Linked DNA regions of Mus musculus: region 2 is linked to region 1. A link is a contact called in public HiChIP or PLAC-seq data. All regions are on one chromosome and are shown on one strand. The core of a region is the stretch at or near the end of the contact, and the rest is flanking DNA. Distances in the headings are between cores, read along the strand shown.

Region 1 (3,312 bases), core at 796-3,295:
AAGCTGTCTACCCTAATTGCCTATTTATCCAACTCATTCTTTCTAAAATATACACAAATACACAAAGCACTAGCATCTTTCAAATAAGCAGAATGAATATTCATTTCATATTTATTTAAAAATTATAATATGCTTTTTAAAAATACGACAGAATCTATTCATTCTTAATAACTAGGAGAGACTGTTCTATGTAAGAAACTGTGATGTACTAGTTTTCAAAGGAAAATAATTCCAAATATGTTGGTTTTACCTGAAGAGAAGACAGCTGGATGTTTGGATTTATATATATGCATGTGTCCCTGAGCCTGTGAAATGTCCTTCATTCAACTTTAGAGAAATCACTATTTCCCTTAGTAAATATAAGCATATAGTGTACAATAATGTGCATAGAGATGTGCACTTCCAGAATGCTATAATAATTCAAATAGGACCCCCCATAAATGTTTTAATATTATGCATAGCAAATCAATGTTAAACAATGTCGTTTCTTTCTTCCTCCGTAATCATTTCACAAATCAGGTACACTTTAAATACTTAATAAGATTAACAAACTAACTAGACGCTCAAGAGAACGAGTAGATTTTTTAAAATCAGTTTCCATTTTTGTACAAACAAAAAGATAAAACAAAAGCGAATACGAGGACGCGTTAAATGAAAGCATTTGAAACATCCAACGTGACTGGCTTTTGATTTACCCCAGTCTGACAAGGAAGGCAGACCCCGCCCCCACTCCAGATTGTGTAGCTTTTTTCCCCCTTTCCCATGGATGGGGGTGTAGAAAAGAGAAGCTGTCACATTTCCATCTTCCGTTATTGTTAATCTGCAGCCTAGATTCCCAGGCATCACTGGTCGGGGGGAGGGATATTAAAACAGACAATTTAAATTGTCTAAAATGCACAGTATTCTGTTGCTTTTTCCGATGTGAAAGTTAATTACACTCAGATTCAATCTGCTATAACTACAGATTGACTGTGACAGCCTGTCCCTCAAACATTCCCTCTAAAACCTATTGCTCCCTTTCCCTCCTTTCCCTCTAAACTTAAATCAGTAAAACGCGTTTCGAAAAGGGCACATCACACGGTTATTCCTTTAGTATGAGAGTATAGGGGGGAGAGAGAGAGAGAGAGAGAGAGAGAGAGAGAGAGAGAGAGAGAGAGAGAGAGACCTACTCGCTCTTCAAACAAAAAGAAAAAGAAATAGGGCAGCCGGTAGGGGAAAGAGCAGTAGTGGACCTGAAGGAAACCTTGGGAAAAGTTTTTTATGCCACTTTTTTGTCCTTGGCGGGGATGCCGGAGTTGGGCAGAAAGCCTGGGTTTTGACCCAGGGCTTGGGAAGGCACCTGCAGAAGAGGCAGGGGGCCGAGAGGGGCCGGGCAGCACCTACCGACTTGAAGCACGTTCTCCACGGAGCCGCTGTCCAGCAGACGGATGCCCCGGCGGAACGGCAGCCCCTCGCCGCCGCCGCAGCCGCCGCTCGCCGTTCCAGTCCCAGCGCCCAGCCCGGGGGACGAGCCCGCCCCGGCGGCCCCGGGGGCGGAGCCGGCCGGAGCGGCGGCCCCGGGGGGTGGCGGCGGCCCCTCCTCGACCGGCGAAGCCCCCGCCGCGCCGGCAGCCGCGCCGGCTCCCGGGCCGCCCCGGTACTGGAAGCTGGAGTACATGCAGATCTCCCGCTCATTCCGCGGGAAGGACCAGTAGACGATGCGGCGCTGCACCGGCTCCGGGATCCGCTCGAAGCGCTCCTCCACCCGCTCGTACGCCCACTTTTCCGCCACCGTCTTGGCGGCGCAGTCCAGCAAGGACTCCGGCTGCAGGTGGGGGCGGGCCCCGGGGGCCAGGCAGCCGCCGCCGCCGCCCCCCGCCCCTCCGCCGGCTGCCCCGGGAGTCCCGCGGGGGTGGTGAGCTTGCGGGCTGGGCCAAGAGCACAGCCTCTTGGCCGGAGAGATCGGCGGCGGCGAAAGCAGCTCCTCTCGCTCACCTCCTTCCGCCATTGCTGGGGACTGACTGACTGACTGATTGAGGCGGAGGCGGCTGCTCGGGCTGCGGCGGAGACCCCAGCCACGGCCACGCGCCCCGCGCAAGCGCCCAGCGGCGGCGCTGTGGGGAGGGGGCGGGGCGAACGAACCCACGAGCCCGCCGGCCCGAGTGGGAAGCCGGGGCGCCGGTCCCGTGCTCGCGCCGCTCGGGCCGGCGCTGGTTGGCCTGAGGACCAGCGCGAGGCGACGCGCGCCGTCCGGGGCCGCCGCGGGCGCGAGGAGACGCGGGGGCGAGCACAGACTGCGGGCGCGCTCCGGGCGCAGCCAGCCCGGAACACAATCCGAGCGCTCGTGCGGGGCCGCGGGCCGCCAAGGACGAGGAGCGCCCGGCACCAGGTGCCTCCGGCGCACCTGCGGGCGGGCGAGGATGGCCGCGTGGCCAAATGAAAAGACCCGGCCGCCAGCTGTCGCCATGAAGTAACAGGCTTGAGGGGCATGAGGAGAGGAAACAACTCCAGTGAGGCTCCTGCAGCAGACAGAACGGACAAGCGACTGTCGCAACCCAAGGGGCACCAACCAAGCAGAAAGATGCTAAGAAGGAAGCCACCGGGTGGGAGTAGAGGGTAGAATCAAAAAGTTCGCGGGATGAAAACTCTCCCCGTGTCACAATATAGGACAGCATCGGCGTCCCCGCCGGCTCAGAAACTGGCTAAGTCCATCAGCCAGTCCGAACAATGGGGCGCCAGGACCTCACTGCTGAGGCAGCAGCACCCTCGTGGGGTTCTTTGAGGGGTTTAGCACCTTGCATCCTACAGGGGGCGGGGGGGGGGGGAGGAACCAACACTTTTGTGTAGTTTCTGATAGAATTCTCTGATCCCTTACCTCGGGTTTAAATTAGGATTTTCATGTTTTTCTTGTCCGTCTTCTATTCATTCCCCTGAATTTACCTAAAATTTAATGCGTCTTTTGTTATTTGATGTCTAACTGCCTAACTCCATAACAATGAAGGTCATGTCCATTTTCTTCACTGTGGTGTCCCCTCACCCAGGTACATTAGTGGGTACTCACGAGTGACAACTTCAACAGTAACTTCTTCATAAACACGGAGTTGTGACATAATCACTACAACTTTTAAAAAGTTCCAGGAACTGTATTAGAAAACATCCTATAGCTGAGTTCAGCTAGAGAGAGTAGTACAAAGAACGAATAAGAGAAGGTAGACTGCAGCCAAATTAGTTTGGTTTTGCAGTAATCTCTGAAGAAAAGAGCTCCGGCTATAACCTAGATGTGAATCGCTCTTAATGGTCGTGTGGTGCTAATCACGACTCATGATTTGTAAA
Region 2 (3,382 bases), core at 261-2,760, 98 kb before region 1:
ATTTGTTTGCTTTTGAGTCAGGGACTCACTATATAGCCCTGGCTGGTCTGGAACTTGCTACGTGTAGACAAGGTTAGCCTCAAATTCATAGAGCTCTGTTTGCCTCTGCCTACCAAGTGCTGGGATTAAAGATGTGTGCCATCACACCCAGCACTGTCTAAATTCTCTCAACAGAGATCTCAAGGATTGGGGTGCCAAAGGGAAACGACAACAAGATCCTGCTAAGAGTATTATATGGTTTTAAAGAAAGATACTTTATTGTTGCTTTTAAAAAGGTTTATTTATTTAATGTATGAGTGCTCTATCAGCATGTACACCTGCATGCCAGAAGAGGGCATCAGATCCCAGTATAGATGGATGTGAACCACTCACTATGTGGTTGCTGGGAATTGAACTCAGGACCTCTGGAAGAGCAGCCAGTGCTTTTAACCTTTAAGCTCTCTCTCCAGCCGTCTACTTTGTTGTTTTTTTTGAGGCAGGGCCTTATACTGTGTGATCCAGGATGACCTTTTCTGTTAAAATTCACCAGCTTCAGCTTCTTGAATGCTGAGATTATAGACCTGAGCCATCTTACTTGGCTTAAAAAGAAGAAGAGGAGGAGGAAGAGGAAGAGGAGGAGGAGGGAGAGGAGGGAAAGGAGGAGGAGGAGGAGGAGGGGGAGGAGGGAAAGGAGGAGGAGGGGGAGGAGGGAAAGGAGGAGGAGGAGGGGGGAGGAGGAGGAGGAGGAGGAGGAGGAGGAGGAGGAGGAGGAGAGAAGTAGGTGTTTGGGGGAGGGTCCAGCTAGCCTTAAAACCCTGGGCTCAAATGATCTTCCTGTTTTAGCCTCCTGAGAGTAGCTGTGGCTACAGGTGGGCACTGCCATGACTACTTGACGCACACACTTCTCATAGAGATGGTCTCCCACTTCTAGACTGCTCCGAACTTTTTTCCTCTGACTCCTAAAATTCCTCTCACCTTTCTTATCCCCCTAAGGAAGCTTGTAAGGTAAAGTACGAAAGCAGGACACACGGGCAGACCACAGAGTTTGCAGAGAGATGCTTGTTTCAGGCTGACCCTTGTACCTGACATCTCCATGTAGCTGTCATCATTCAGGCGGCAGGCTTCAGTCAAAGTGAGAAACAGGCAGCCAATGGGATCCAGGGGATGGCCCACCCAGCCCTCCAGGTTTGTGATTGTTGTCGTTCCTCTCTGCAACAACTCTGGAAGCAAGCAGGTTTCAAGTTTTAGACCGAGAGATGTGGGAATGTGCTTTTCTTTTGCTTTCATTTCCTAATCAGTATCATTCAGTCCTTGACCAGAAAGTCAAAGAAAAGCTCCCCTTATTGTTATGTCTGCTTGATTGGCTCGACCGCAAGCTCACCAGCCAGCTCTAGTTTATACTGTCTGCTGGCAGTGCATATATGGAGACAGCTTTACAGTTTCAAAAGCATCTTCTCCAGGTCTTAGTGGGCCTTCCAGGTGGAAGCCTGGAAGCTTCCAGTGAAAAGCAGGCTCATTGTTCCTATTTTACATTCAGCAAATAAAACTGAGATTCACAGGAATAGCAAGAAGGCACTCCACTCAGCAAGTAGAATTACTTGGAATTCTCAAGCCCATGGTACTGAATGAAAATTAGGTTCTTCATCTTTTTATCTCCTGCAGGTCCTTATCACCCTGAGACCCCAGGATGTTAGAGGATTCCTAATCACTATACCTTTCTTCTGATGTTTGTAGATCTCTAGCTGCCGCTGCTGCTGCAACCTCAGAGTATTAATGATGGCCACCGTGAGTCTGAGAGCCTCTTTTGGATACCCATGAGATCGCAGTGCATCAACCCGAGCACAGGCTGTAGGCACATGCTCTACCAGGCAGGAAAGAAACATTCTGTTAGAGTTAACATTTCAAACAGGAAAGTCCTATGTTTGACAGACAAAGGGGTCCATGTTCAGTCCAGTTTCTCAGTTCAACTTGGTGTGTGCTTTAGAACAGGGACTGTGCCTTTTATCTTCGAGGATATAAGTGGAAGAAGCCATCTTGAAAGGGCTCCTCTAGCCTCAGTGTGATGGGATATACAACTAGAACAATAAGAAGCAGATTCTCTGTGAACATGCACTATGGGAACCTGGTGGAGCAGCTGCTAGCCGTCTAAGGGAAAAGCCTCAGTATCAGATGATTAGTTTTATTGTCAGAGGCAGGGTCTCATGTAGCCTAGACTCCTTGTGAACTCTGACATGCAGCTGACACTAGCCCTGAATTCCTGATTCCCTGTGCTTTCAAGTTTTGGGATTATAAGCCTGTACCACCATATCTAGCTTCATTATCAAATGATTAATACATTCATTAGTAACCCTGTATCCTGAGGACCTATATTATATGCCAGATAGTGCACTGGGCAAAGGAAGTACAAAAATAGAGAAGGCACGACAGCTGCTCTAAAGGGCTCATGAATGAGACCTAGACAGACAATTATAAGGCACTGACATGATAAACACCTATACTGAAAATATCTGAGCTACACTTGAAGTACAAGAATGATTATGAATGGGGAGGTAAACAAGGAAGACTTTCTTAGCAAAGAGTACATATGTTTAATCATATATAAATAAGACCATAAAGGAAGTCTAGATAATTTCTTTGGAGTATGGCAAATAGTTCAAGGTAGCTAGAGCTGAGCTATGAGGCTAGAGCTGAGCTATGAGGCTAGAGCTGAGTTATGAGGCTAGAGCTGAGCTATGAGGCTAGAGCTAGCTTGGAAAGGTCTCCAGCATGGAAATCTGCTGGCCTCTGCCTCTGTATATCATTTACTCCTGTACTGTAACAACCCCCTTGGCTTGCTTGTTTGTTTATTTTATTTAGTTAGTTGGGTTTTGGAAACAGAGTCTTACCGTGTAACCTTAGCTGGTCTAGAACCCTAGCTAGTATGGTCTAGAACTTGCTACATAGACCATACTAGCATCAAACTCGCAGAGACCCACCTTCCCTGTCTCCCAGTTTCTGAGGTTAAGTTACCACCATACCAGGCTCCCAAGCTATATTTTAGAATGAATGCACTCTAGGAAAGCTAAGGACAAACTGATGTAAACCAGACAATCGTTGCAGGAGAAGTTTAAACTAGATCAAACAGGTTCTATCCTGTTATAAAGGATGCTAGGAAGATGAGGCAGAGAAAAGAAGACAGCCTGATGACGAACACAGACTGCATCCTAGTTCCTAGCATGGGGTAACTGCAGTTTCAAACACAGTGTTATTTTTATGTGTGTGTGCTCTTGTGTGTGAACACGTATACTTATAGACTGTGGAGTCCAGAGACAACCTTGGGTGTTATTCCTCAGACATTATCCACCTCTTACAATTTTTAAAATGCCTTCTTTTTTTTTTTTCATTAGTGCATTTGGCCTATGAG

The links. HiChIP or PLAC-seq counts read pairs in DNA pulled down with a chosen protein or histone mark.
Region 2: a contact with region 1 is called in an H3K27ac HiChIP or PLAC-seq map of SST interneurons, with 4 times the contacts expected there. The contact joins the enhancer-like site here to the promoter of Zswim5 in region 1. A contact is called at or near these places in 10 of 39 promoter capture datasets (the 3T3-L1 cell line, the HPC-7 cell line, embryonic stem cells and 4 more), 1 of 15 datasets of contacts at CTCF or cohesin (the NIH/3T3 cell line), 20 of 484 Hi-C or Micro-C datasets (the N1E-115 cell line, bone marrow-derived macrophages, cardiomyocytes and 11 more), 17 of 115 datasets of contacts at active chromatin or transcription factors (SST interneurons, astrocytes, craniofacial prominence and 8 more) and 4 of 9 other capture datasets (adipose tissue, embryonic stem cells, liver and 1 more).

What each region holds. Positions count from the first base shown.
Region 1 is chr4:116,876,135-116,879,446 of GRCm38.p6, reverse strand. It overlaps Zswim5 (zinc finger SWIM-type containing 5), which reads right to left and starts at 2,045. Exons shown (of 14, transcript NM_001029912.2): 1 at 1,384-2,045. The coding sequence starts at 1,987.
Region 2 is chr4:116,973,654-116,977,035 of GRCm38.p6, reverse strand. Zswim5 (zinc finger SWIM-type containing 5) reads right to left here. Exons shown (of 14, transcript NM_001029912.2): 7 at 1,694-1,840; 8 at 1,062-1,199. Among named protein-coding and RNA genes, the nearest start is that of Urod, 19 kb to the left of the region's middle. Within about 2 kb of position 1,510, at least 1 of the 459 cell types and tissues checked has an H3K27ac peak or open chromatin away from gene starts, as enhancers often do. A contact at or near this core is called in SST interneurons, where this site is marked.